Linked DNA regions of Drosophila melanogaster: region 1 is linked to region 2. Evidence: chromatin contacts called from public Hi-C data. All regions are on one chromosome and are shown on one strand. The core of a region is the stretch at or near the end of the contact, and the rest is flanking DNA. Distances in the headings are between cores, read along the strand shown.

Region 1 (6,221 bases), core at 891-3,390, 320 kb before region 2:
TAGACTAGATGACGTGTGCTCGTTTTGTTGGTGTGTGCTTCGTTTTAACAAAAATAAAATGTATTTACTGTTCAGAAAATGAGTCGTTTTTAAATAACCACTTAGTGATTGTGCTAATCGCTAAAGCAATTTCACGCATTGGCCTAATCAAAATTGGTTTCGTATCTTAAAATCGAACAGCAAACTACATGCAGAAGCGATTAGATAAATACAAAAACCACGCCACAAAAGCCATCAACCTTTTCCAAATGGTTCAAAATTCAACGATAAATTATTTGGTTTTCTTTTGTCTTTCTTTATTCATAAGACGCACCCAGTGTACACTTCCTATAGTTTCAGTTTTCAATTCGCCTTTTTTTAACATTCTGTATAGTTAACGCTAACAAAAATTGTATAATCATAATGCAAAATATATATATATATATGTTTGTATATATATTTAGACATATTATTATAGCATCTTAGCACGATAATCAAAAATAATTGGATTCAAATACAGTAAGTCTACTTTTTGGATAGAAGAGTTATTAAATTATTGTTAGGATTAGGATGAAAAACTAAATTAGAGCTGATCTGCAGTATTTCGGTATCGTTTGGGATTTACAATAGATAGAAAGCATTGTAAATAAATATAAATTTAAACAAGCAGTTAGATTAAACAATAAACAAGGTATTTTGCACAAGACGCCGTACGACAACTCAACAGTGAAACGAAAAATGCTACACAAACCGAAAAGGAAAATCATATTATAAGCTTGTTTCTGGTTGATGTTATGCTGCTGGTTCCCATTCCGGGCTGCTTTCGGTAGCTTTCTCTAGTAGTCCTCAATGGCAATGATCTGCGGTGGTTTGATGGACGATGCTGTTGGCGACCCCACATCCTTGGTCGCTGCGCTGTCGCTGGTTGGTGATGGTGGCGCTGCAGCTGCAGAAGAGGCATTTGAAGGATCACCCGATCCCGCTGCCGTCGCCCGCGTGTCCGACGTCTGTGCGGCTAATTGTCACTTTGAGTTGCCCGCCACGGAACCGGGTCCGGAACCCGCCAGATCATTCACCCGCTGGTAGCGCGGTTTATTGCGGGTAAACGGCAAGTACTTGTACTTGATCATATGCTTGATCTGGCGCTTCATCGTGATGCAGAAGAGCGTGATAAAGTACATGACCAGGATGGGCCAGAATACCGGCACGTTGAAGAAATCGAAGAACGTACAAATCAGACCGATGAGCGTGCTCTTCGCCACCGACAGCCAGAACTTGAACTCCGGCAGGCGGCGAATGAATGGCCGGAACTCTTCGTTGCTGCGAGTTGGCAGATTGGGTCCCTCGTCCTCGTCATCCTGCGAATACGGATCGAACTCCGGGTCGATCTTGGGCGTTAAAAAAGCGATAAACAGGTTCAAGTGGTAAATGCCAAGCGCATAGCACACGATGTACCAGCCCTGATAGATGAAGATGCGCAGCACAAAGAGCAGGAGCAGAAAGCCGGCGAACACCCAGCGCATTCGTGTGTGCGGTGTGCTACGGTCCAAGGCGGATTGGTAGGTCTGCGGAAGCAAAGGATGCGGGTTAGTTCCCGGCACGTACGGGCTATCCACAATTACTTACCTGTGAGAGGCGCTGAAAGAACTTCTTAACCCCGCCGCCGCCGGCAGCACTGCTGTCCTCGTTCATCATGGTCGTCGTCGGTAGTCTCTCATTAATCTCCGGCCCTCGACTTTTATTGTTGACTTTGACGCTGTCGTTGTTCTCGCTGCACACGTGTATCGATTCGGGAATTGCAAAATTTTCCGGGACGGGGGCAGGGGCTGCCGGAAAGGGGCTAACAAAACACGAAATGGGCCAACTGGCAAACTAGACGCGCTTCAATCGCTAATTATTCTCTAATTCATATTCTGCACCGCCCGTCGTCGCCTTCTTCTTCTTCCTCCTTGTTGTAGGGCTGTTTCAACTGTCAGTTTCCTGAGATTGCTATATAGACAGTATTCGGGATTCGTAAAGTTCTGGCCACAGTTTAGTGCGTTTCTATGCGGTAACTAATTTAATTACACTAGAGATTTGTCGGCAATTTATTGTTCTTTTTTCACACAGAGTTCACCACGTCATTATGCTCTCTCAGTGGCAGGGCTGTCAAACTATCGGCTGGGGATGGAACAATCGGGAGTTGAGCGATTATCGCGAAAGGTAATTGTTTGTTTTAATTTTTTATCTAAGTGCTGTCGATATTTTAAAAATAGGTAGAGGTACATTTAATATATAAAAACATAGCCAGTTTCCTTGTGCTATATGGTTGTACGTCCGAATTTGTCTCCTCTCTAATATATCGATTGCTTTATTCAATAGTCAAATTTATTTCAAATGTAATATTAATGTTTATCGAAATTTTATTAGCAAAATGTGAAATAGCCATTGTCGCTACTGTTTTGGATGAATATTCTAACACAATCCTAGACATGCTACATATATTTAGATCCGGTTTGCTTATGAGCTCGCCTGCTCCTCCGGCGCGTCGTCATTCTTGTTCTCCTCATCACCTTGCAAGGCCTTGGCTCGTTTTATGCACGAATTGACCGTGTTGAGGAACTCACTGGCGATCTCTTCCTTGGCGAATCGACAGGCAAGGCGTTCCAGGACGCCCTCGGTGTCAACTTTACCCTCTGCGTCCACCGCGTAGTTGTAGCCGGCCCACAGGAAGCTCTTCATCTGCGCGTTCATGTAATCCATTTGCAGGGAGGCGGAGATATTCATGTTAAGCACCAGCTTGTGGATCTGCTCCTGCCGCATGATCAGTCGGAATGTCTGCAGCTCCGGGTGCTCCAGCACCTTTATCTCACCGACACCTTTTTTTTTTTTTTTTGGTTTTATAAAAACTTTTAGTGTGAATAAGAAAGGGACTATTACTACAGCTTACCTCGCTCCTTCCATTGTTTCGATTCGGCGTCATAGCGATAAAGCTTCGCCCGCTCGCCAAACAGCTTAGTCTCGTTCTCCTCTCCCGTGGTGACAACTATCTCATCCGGCAGCTCTACAATGGCATCATAGTGCGGATCGTAGTTGTCATCAGTGGTCGCGTCGCCGTCATCATCGCACTCTTCTGTGGCTTGCGGCGACTCGAAGTTCTTGAAAGCGTTCTGATGCGTGAGGTTATAAAAGCCGCCCCCGGCGGACTTGTTGAATCCCACGGTAGTGCCCTGGCTATTGGCCGACAGGTTGGCAAAGTCGTTGCCCGTCTTGTTCGCTAAGTCCGCAAAAGTGCCGCCCGGATTGCTTGCCAAATCTGCAAACGTGCTGCCTGTCTTGGCCAAATCGGCAAATGTGCTGGTCGTCTCCGGCACCAACTCCTTCTTTTCCTTGCCTTCGGCTTTAAGATCAGTGGTGTTATTCGAGGTTATGTCCTTTTCCTTTTCATTTTTTGCAGCTGTAAATGAGAAGGTTGCCATTTGTCCAAAAGCGGGTGCACTGCCAAACACAAAGTCTTTAGCAGGTGACTGGGTTTCAATTTTGGGTATTCCAAAGGCGTTGGACCCTCCAAATAACAATGGGGTTCCGCCAATGATAGATTTTGGTTCTTCCTTGCCATCTGATTTTTGCAAATTAACTTTGTGGCCTCCAAAAGGATTGGCGTCTCCGAACACAGGTGCGGCAATTCCACCGAAGGCCAACTTCGGTGCTTCTTGGGTCGCTGGCGATTGGGAATCCGCTTTATTGCCTCCGAAGACAGACTCTGAGGAATCTTTCTTCTGTTGCTCAGCCGCTTTATTTCCACCCCCGAAAAAGAACTTGACAGAACCGTCAGACGAATTTTCGTTTGACGAGCCGCTACGGAATATAGATCCCAAAACGTTTCCTTGTCCTTCGCCTGATGCTAGTTTTTGAAGATTAGCTAATGGGCCAGCATCCTTTCCAGGCTCCGATTTATCTGAAGTGAACATAAAAAGCGGTTAGATCCTTTTATCTTGAGGTCAACGTCGAATTATACATACCCGTGCTACCGAAAATGAATGCTGAACTAGGCGTTTTGCTTGCCTCAGAAGCCGAAGAGTTATTTCTGCTCAGCGAACTGCCTTTGAACAATATGGTGGCAGGTGTTTGGTAATCGTTAGGCTTGGCCAATGGCTGGGGGAGAGTCAGTAGGGGAAGGGTCATGGGAAGTGGAGGGATTACTTCGTGCGTGGTTGGCCTTACAGAAGAGGTTTTGCCAACATCAAGTACTTCCGATTCGCCTCCTCTGCTCTTTGCCGCCCCATCATTTTTTTGGGACGGTTTATTTGCTTCCGTCGATTGGGAAACGGAGCCGACCACTGGGCTATCTTCTATCGGCTTTGCGGTTTCATTAAGAGCATTTTTGATCGCTTCCATAAATCCTTGTGCCACCTCCTTGTTTTTAAAACGCAAAGTGAATCGCTCTAGGACACTCTCGCCCTCGCTAAAATCGTGTACAGCAAACATCCACGACGTTTCAGTCTTCTCCCTGTACACCACATTCTCGTTAAGCACATGGTTAAGACAGATCTTGAACACCTGCTCCCGACGCATGACCACGCGCAGCTTTTTGGTCTGCCTATGGCGCAGGATCTTCACATCCCCCAAGCCGCGCTCTTTCCAATCGCTCTCGTTTAGGCGGTACAACTTGGCCTTATGCACATACAATAGCTCCTCGTCCTCCTCACCTGTTTTTACATCAATCTGAAATAAACATTTGTTAAATAAGAAAACAAATATGGTTTATGGCATCAAATAATTGTACCTTATCGGGTAATGGGATTACTGGTGAAAAGTAAGTGTTGTTCTCCTCCTCCTCCACCTCTTGCGAATCGTTATCTTCATCCTCCTTAGCTGCTGTACTATTTGGCTGCTGCTGGTCGGGCTTGGGCTTGGTCATGGAGAAGGTGAAGCTGCTGGATCCAATTGAGGTAGTCGGAGCAACAGCTGCGGGCATCGCAGCGAAGTTGAACGTGGCTCCATCGCCAGCCTGATCTTTGTCACCAGCCGCTGCGGCTCCGAAACCAAAGCTAAACTTGGAGGTAGGTGGCAGATTAAGTCCCGATCCTAGTGACTTCTCCTTCTGTGGTACCGTGTCATTCTTGGGTGCATCACAGGCGCTGCAGTAAAGAGACTCTCCGGGATTGTTCACATAGCATGCGCTACATGACCAACTACCGACTGCAGGTTTGAAGGCGTCCCCGAATCCAGAAGTCATTGAAGACTTTCCAAATCCAAGGGCTGCCGTTTGAACTGACGTAGGTGCCGAAGCCGAGGCGGTAACAACTGCCACTGCTGGCTTCTCCTTTGGCTGTGTGGCGCCACCGAAACTAAATCCACCTGTGGCTGGAAGAGTCGCTGAGGAGGCAAAGCCAAACGAAAACTTGTTTGAGGAGCTAGTGGTAAGATTTAACGCGTTCCCTTGGTCTAACCCCGATTGCTTGGGGGGAACAGTGGCATCTTTGGGCTCCTGGCAGGCCAAGCAGTAGAGCTGATCCTGGCCATTGTTGGTATAGCAGGCTTGGCAGTTCCAACTGCCTGCCTTAGGCTTAAAGGCATCTCCAAAGCCTTTAATTGGCTTCTCCTTTTCTCCAGCGGCAGAAGGGACCTCCTCCTTTTTGGGTTCATTTCCAATACTTTGTTGAGCCTTTTGCACGGCCTCGAGGAATTGCTGACAGATGTCTTGCGACTTAAATCGCACAGCGAGCAATGCGGTGGTTAACTCCTCATCGGAATAATCCTGAGCACCCCATGTGACGGCCGCTTTACAGTTCGTTGCATAAGTGAACTTGGTCTCAGGCAACAGTCGCTGATTGCAGCACAGCTTATGGACCTGCTCGCGCCGCATAAGCAGGCGAACCTTGTTGGGATCAGTGCGATCCCGAAGGAGCTTCATATTACCAAGGCCGCGCTCCTTCCACTCATTCGCTTCCTTATCCCAACGCAGAAGCTTGGCACGGTGCTCGAAGAGCACATCCTCATTCTCTTCGCCGGTGACCACCTCCACTATATCGGGCAGGGCAATAACAGGCACGAACTGAGCGGTGGGCACATACTCCTCCTCAGCGTCCGAGGAGTTTGACTTGTTTAATTGTGACTCCTGCTGAAGCGTTTTGCCTTGAACTGTATTGTCCTTGATCAAAGCCGTGGTGAATAAAGTAGTGTTGTTGCCGCTGCCCACCGCAGAAGCGGTACCAAAAGAAAGGTTTCCGAACGGAGAGGCGGTGGAAGTTCCAAATCCT
Region 2 (5,963 bases), core at 2,506-5,005:
GAAATGCTCGTTATTCTAGGCCAAATGGATGCCCCCACCAAGATTTTCGAGCACGTCTATCTGGGATCAGAGTGGAATGCCAGCAACTTGGAGGAGCTGCAGAAAAACGGGTATGTTTAAGAGAAAAAAAAGGCCACACTATTGATATCCTGGGAAAATTGGCTAAAATCAGCGACAACTTATTTTCATTTTCAGCGTTCGCCACATCCTGAACGTGACGCGGGAGATCGATAACTTCTTTCCGGGCACCTTCGAGTATTTCAACGTTCGCGTGTACGACGATGAGAAGACGAACCTGCTCAAGTACTGGGACGATACGTTCCGCTACATCACGCGGGCGAAAGCCGAGGGATCCAAGGTGCTGGTGCACTGCAAGATGGGCGTCAGCCGATCCGCCTCGGTTGTCATCGCATATGCCATGAAGGCTTACCAGTGGGAGTTCCAGCAGGCGCTAGAGCACGTGAAGAAGAGGCGCAGCTGTATAAAGCCCAACAAGAACTTCCTCAATCAGCTGGAGACGTATAGTGGGATGTTGGACGCCATGAAGAACAAGGAGAAGCTGCAGCGCAGCAAGAGCGAGACGAACTTGAAGAGCACAAAGGACGCGCGACTGTTGCCTGGTAGCGAACCAACGCCCCTCATTCAGGCTCTAAACCAGGCCAAGTCGAAGTCGACTGGTGAAGCGGGCGTAACACCCGATGGCGAAGAGGAGGATGGTTCACGCATGCACCGGCGATCCATCGCCCAGAAGTCACAGCGTCGCATGGTTAGGCGCTCGAGCAGCACATCACCCAAAACCCAGACGGCTGTGGTTACCAAGCAGCAAAGCCAGTCTATGGAGAACCTTACGCCGGAACGTAGCGTGGCCGAGGAGCCAAAAAATATGCGCTTCCCAGGCAGCAACGGCGAGAACTACAGCGTCACCCAGAACCAGGTGCTGCACATCCAGAAACACACGCCTCTGTCAGTGCGCACACGAATTCACGATCTCGAGGCGCACCGGGCGGACCAGCTGCCACAGCAACCTGTCTGGACCTCGCTGACAAAACTGATTACACAGACCTCTCACTTGGGAAAAAGTGTCAGTGGCAGCAGTAGTGGAAATATTGACTCGCGGCGGGATTCTAGCTGTTCGGATGTATTCTCCTCGCAGGTGGACAGTGTTTTTGCCAAGGATGAAGGGGAGAAGCGCCAGCGTCGAAAGACGCACTCCTGGACAGAGTCCTTGGGTCCAAGTGGCGGCATCGTCCTGGACCCCACGCCACAGCAACAGAAGCAGCAGTCAAACGCCATTCTGCGTCCCCGAGGCACACGTCAGCGGGAGCTGCCTTCGCGGCACGCAAGTTGGGGATCAGGAGACAACCGATGCTGTCTGCCGCAGAGGACCAGTTCCGGCTCCTACTATGACTCCAATCGCAACACTACGGCCATCTTCGAGGGCGTTATCCAAGACCTCAAGCGCAGTTCCAATTGCAATGTAATCGAAGGAGTCGCCGTTGCTGTGGAACCGATAGTTGGAGTTGGCGAGGGCACCGTAAAGCGCACCAAGCAGAAGCTGGAAGAGAGCACCTCGCTGAAAAAGCGCTGCCAGGAAGAAAGCCAGGAGCTGCTACTCGAGGCTGTGGATGCTGGGCAGAGGCGGTGCCCAAGCCTCTATAGGAGCGCCTCCTCGGCGCACAGTCCGCGGCAGCGTCAGCCACTACGCTGTAATAGTGAGGAGCTGATGCACACCAGCGACATCGAGAACAAGAACACCACGCCAGGCGACCATGAGGCGACGGTAGTGCTGCGCGTCCAGGGACAAACGCTGGCCGACGATCAGCGCATCTCGGGCAATGTGCAAATACTCAAGCAAAATTTCGAAGCCAAAGCGGGAGTGGTGGGCACAGGAGGAGGAGGAGGCGGTGGCACTGCAGCGGGATCGGGCAGTAGTTCAACAATCGCAACGTCGGTATCGGCGGTGGCCGGAGCCTGCTCAGCGAATCCCGGCAAGAAGACGACTAGCCACCAATCACTGCCATCGTCGCCGGTGGCGCAGCATGCCAACCACGTGTCCGCCGCCTCCAACTCCAACTCCTCCGCCTCCAACTCGTCCGATTCCAGCGTAAGCGAAAATTGTGATCGTAATGTAAAAGGTCTAGTGCATAAATATCAAACCACTACTTCCTGCAGTAGCCAGGCGGCCGCCACCCCCACAGTCGCCTGTGCCCCACTGCCACCCGCCGGAACCGCCAGCAACATCAGCCACTCCTGCAGCACCACTACCACTACTAGCTTCAAGCAACGCCCGCTCTCCTACTACGACCGCTCGCTGTCCAACAGATCCACGCATGACTATAGCGACAGTCGACCGCCACCCGCGCCCGTCCGCGTCAGTCACAGCAGCAACGTTCAGCACCAGCAACAGCAGCAGCAACAACTGCAACCGGAGCAGCATCAGCAGCAGGTGCAGATCCGGCGGTTGGCGCAGCACGGGAAGACGCATCCGCTGAGCAGGCTAAGTGCTCCGAAAACAGGCTTTAACACCGCCGCCTACAACACCATGTAAAGGCCATGCTCTGCTTAACAACATGCTAACTGCAAACTGCAACATTCACATACCACTTGCAACTTGCAATCCATACCCTGTAGCCACTAAGGATCGTCCTCATCCTATCGCCTGCTTTACTTATTTATATACTCGCCCGCTTTCGACCATTTTGTGTTTTTTGTCCAACAATCGAACACCACCACCCCATCCATCCCCTCCATCATGCCTCGTGTTTGTTGTCTTGTTGTGTAAGGCGTCCATGAAAGCTTCTAAAGATCTTGTGTCTGCAATGTGTGAATGGAACTATTAAGATGACAAGAGAGGGCAAACAAAACAACCTATGGAAATGAAACTGTATTTGTACTTTTAAATTACTTGTAACTGTATACATATTTATTTTATATTATGCAAGAACTGCCTACGAATAAACGATTTATTGTATATACGTCATCGTCTTGTCTTGTGAGTGTCCCTGTGCCGTCCATGTGCCATTCACACCACAACTCCCATGTGTTGCCCAACAAACACTGCCCTCCGTTTTTACCAGATTTGTATTTGCAGCCTTATCCACATGATCCGCTCCTTCCGCTACTCTTGGGCGGAGTACAAGAAGTGATCCGGCACATGGAGCACCGACTGCCGAGGCCGCGGCCCAAAAGTTCCCACCTTGAACACTTGTATTTTTTGCCATTTATCAGACCACATATTTATAAATAAAAATGTGTAATCCAATTTCGAGCGCAATCTGTTTTACTGTTGGCCATGAGTCACCTTTGGGTACACACATAATTTAATAGTGACCGGAGATATGAATTATTTTCACATATTGTATAATTACAAAGAAATTAACAATTACTATTTAATATAAATGTAATTTGATGTAGTTTGGGGATTTTAAAGTTAAATGTAGATATAGCAAGGTGTGTATGGAAGGAAAAAATATATGGGTTCTAAAAAGTTTTTTTTTTAACAAAATCCTTATCGATTTGAAAATAATAATCATATTTCTAAATATTGTTTAACAAAATCCTTATCGATTTGAAAATAATAATCATATTTCTAAATATTGTTTAAGCTTTCTAACGGCACAGTGTTTGAAAAAGATTTTTTCAGATCGCAGATTATCGTTGCCTATCGCCCATCGATATGTGTAGGAGGAAACGCAACCAACCACCTGGTAACACTGACACTCACACACCTGCAGATGCGCCAGCACACACACACAGAACACACACGCACACAGACGCGCACTGAACTTCCACTACAGTTTCTTTATTTTCTGCAGGAAAATTAGAAGCAAAACGACACGAAATTCGCAGTGAACTCGCGGCGGACTCGCGACCGTAACGTAATCGGAATCTCGGTGGTGATCCGGAGGCCAAGTGCACACCGTGCGATGCTAGCCACTGGCCAGCAATCAGCCGTCGCCGTCCAATAACCAATAGCATTCGAATTTCAAGTCGGAGTTGCGGAACGGAACCAATCCGACCAATCGCCAGTCATCGTACGTGGCGCTATTCGCAGTCTCGAAGCAAGTGCTTCATCCGGCCGGAGGAACGCATACGGATACCGGAACCGGTTGCCATCATGACAGACGCCGCTGGCAATGCGCTGGCCGAGAAGGGCCTACCGGAGATGAAAGGCTGGCTGCTAAAGTGGACCAATTACATCAAGGGCTACCAGCGGCGATGGTTCGTGCTATCCAAGGGCGTGCTGAGCTACTACCGCAACCAGTCGGAGATTAACCACACGTGCCGGGGCACCATATCGCTTCACGGAGCCCTCATCCACACGGTCGATTCGTGCACGTTCGTAATCTCGAACGGCGGCACCCAAACGTTCCACATCAAGGCCGGCACCGAGGTGGAGCGCCAGTCGTGGGTCACCGCCCTGGAGCTGGCAAAGGCTAAGGCAATCCGGGCCATCGAATGCGAGGAGGAGGAGGAGACGGAAACGGCACATGTGGTGCCCAGCCAGGAGATCAGCTCGGTGGTCCGAGATCTCACCGATCGGCTGGAGAGCATGCGTACCTGCTACGACCTGATCACCAAGCATGGCGCAGCCTTGCAGCGCGCTCTCAACGATCTGGAGACGAACGAGGAGGAGTCGCTGGGCAGCCGCACGAAGATCGTCAACGAGAGGGCGACCCTCTTCCGGATAACCTCCAATGCGATGATCAACGCCGGCAACGACTACCTGCACACGGCAGAGGCACAAGGCCATAAGTGGTCCAAGATGCTACACCACGAGCGCGAGCAACGCCAGCGGCTGGAGGAGATCATCGAGCAGATGGCAAAGCAGCAGTCGCAGATGGAGCAGGCCGCCGTACTGGTGCGCCAGAACAAGCCGGTGTCATCCACCTCGGGGGCAGGCACCGCCGGCTCCTTGGTGACCTCAGATGAGGAGATGGAGTTTTTCGATGCCGAGGAGCACGGCTATTCAGGCAGCGGTCGCTCCCCTGAGTCTTCGGATTGCGAGCGGGGTACCTTTATCTTAAAGATGCACAAGCGCCGCAGTAGTAGCGAGGACCAGGTGGAGGGCCATTTGGAGGGCAGTTCCTCGGAGAGTGACGAGCAGAAGCGCACCGTGCAAACGGTGCAGCAGGTGTGCCTGGTGAGTGCGCCACGGGTAGCATCGGGCGGTCAGGGCGACGACGATGACGACGTGGATAAGGCGTTGCCGGCCAAGGAGAGCACCGACTCCATCTACGGACGCAACTGGAATCCGGATCTGATTAAGAAGCGACGCGACCGTGTGCCAGATAAACCGAACCACCCCATCAGCCTGTGGGGCATCATGAAAAATTGCATTGGCAAGGATCTGTCCAAAATTCCCATGCCCATCAACTTTAACGAACCGCTGTCCATGCTGCAGCGCCTGGTGGAGGACTATGAGTACACGGAGATACTCGACTACGCGGCCACCTGCCAGGACGAGTGCGAGCAGCTGGCCTACATAGCCGCCTTTACCGTGTCCGCCTATGCCACGACCACAAACCGCACAGGCAAGCCCTTCAATCCGCTGCTGGGCGAGACCTACGAGTGTGACCGGATGGATGACTATGGTTGGCGGTGCCTGGCCGAGCAAGTGTCCCATCATCCACCGGTGGCGGCGCTGCACTGCGAAAGTAAGAACTGGACGTGCTGGCAGGAGTTCTCCATGACCAGCAAGTTCCGCGGCAAGTACGTTCAAGTGAGTATAGGTGTATAGGACTTTATGAAAGAAGCAAGTTACTCCTGGGATCGGGGTTACTTCCATTACAATGTGATAATCTAATAATGCATTAATTTCGCGACAGATCAATCCCTTGGGCGGCGTCTATGTGCAATTCCCGAACAGCGGCAGGCGCTATTCCTGGCGCAAGGTGACCACAACGGTGAACAACATCATTGTGGGCAAACTGTGGGTGGACCAGCATGGCGAAATGGAAATC

Evidence for each region. Hi-C and Micro-C count contacts between places; a contact is called where the count stands out from the background.
Region 1: a contact with region 2 is called in a Hi-C map of the Kc167 cell line, with 6 times the contacts expected there. The contact joins the promoter of CG11857 here to the promoter of Osbp in region 2. A contact is called at or near these places in 43 of 107 Hi-C or Micro-C datasets (the Clone 8 cell line, the D17-c3 cell line, the Kc167 cell line and 14 more) and 1 of 6 datasets of contacts at active chromatin or transcription factors (the Kc167 cell line).

What each region holds. Positions count from the first base shown.
Region 1 is chr3R:25,254,817-25,261,037 of dm6, reverse strand. CG11857 reads right to left here and starts at 2,140. Exons shown (of 2, transcript NM_143105.3): 1 at 1,606-2,140; 2 at 279-1,544. The coding sequence starts at 1,674. The coding sequence ends at 1,002. It overlaps Nup358 (Nucleoporin 358kD), which reads right to left. Exons shown (of 7, transcript NM_143104.3): 3 at 4,745-6,221; 4 at 4,183-4,683; 5 at 3,981-4,113; 6 at 2,909-3,916; 7 at 2,366-2,837. The coding sequence ends at 2,479. Kdsr (3-ketodihydrosphingosine reductase) reads left to right here. Exons shown (of 3, transcript NM_143106.4): 3 at 1-75.
Region 2 is chr3R:24,936,014-24,941,976 of dm6, reverse strand. It overlaps Osbp (Oxysterol binding protein), which reads left to right and starts at 3,755. Exons shown (of 2, transcript NM_057923.4): 1 at 3,755-5,722; 2 at 5,829-5,963. The coding sequence starts at 4,118. ssh (slingshot) reads left to right here. Exons shown (of 7, transcript NM_079768.4): 6 at 1-110; 7 at 196-3,267. The coding sequence ends at 2,548.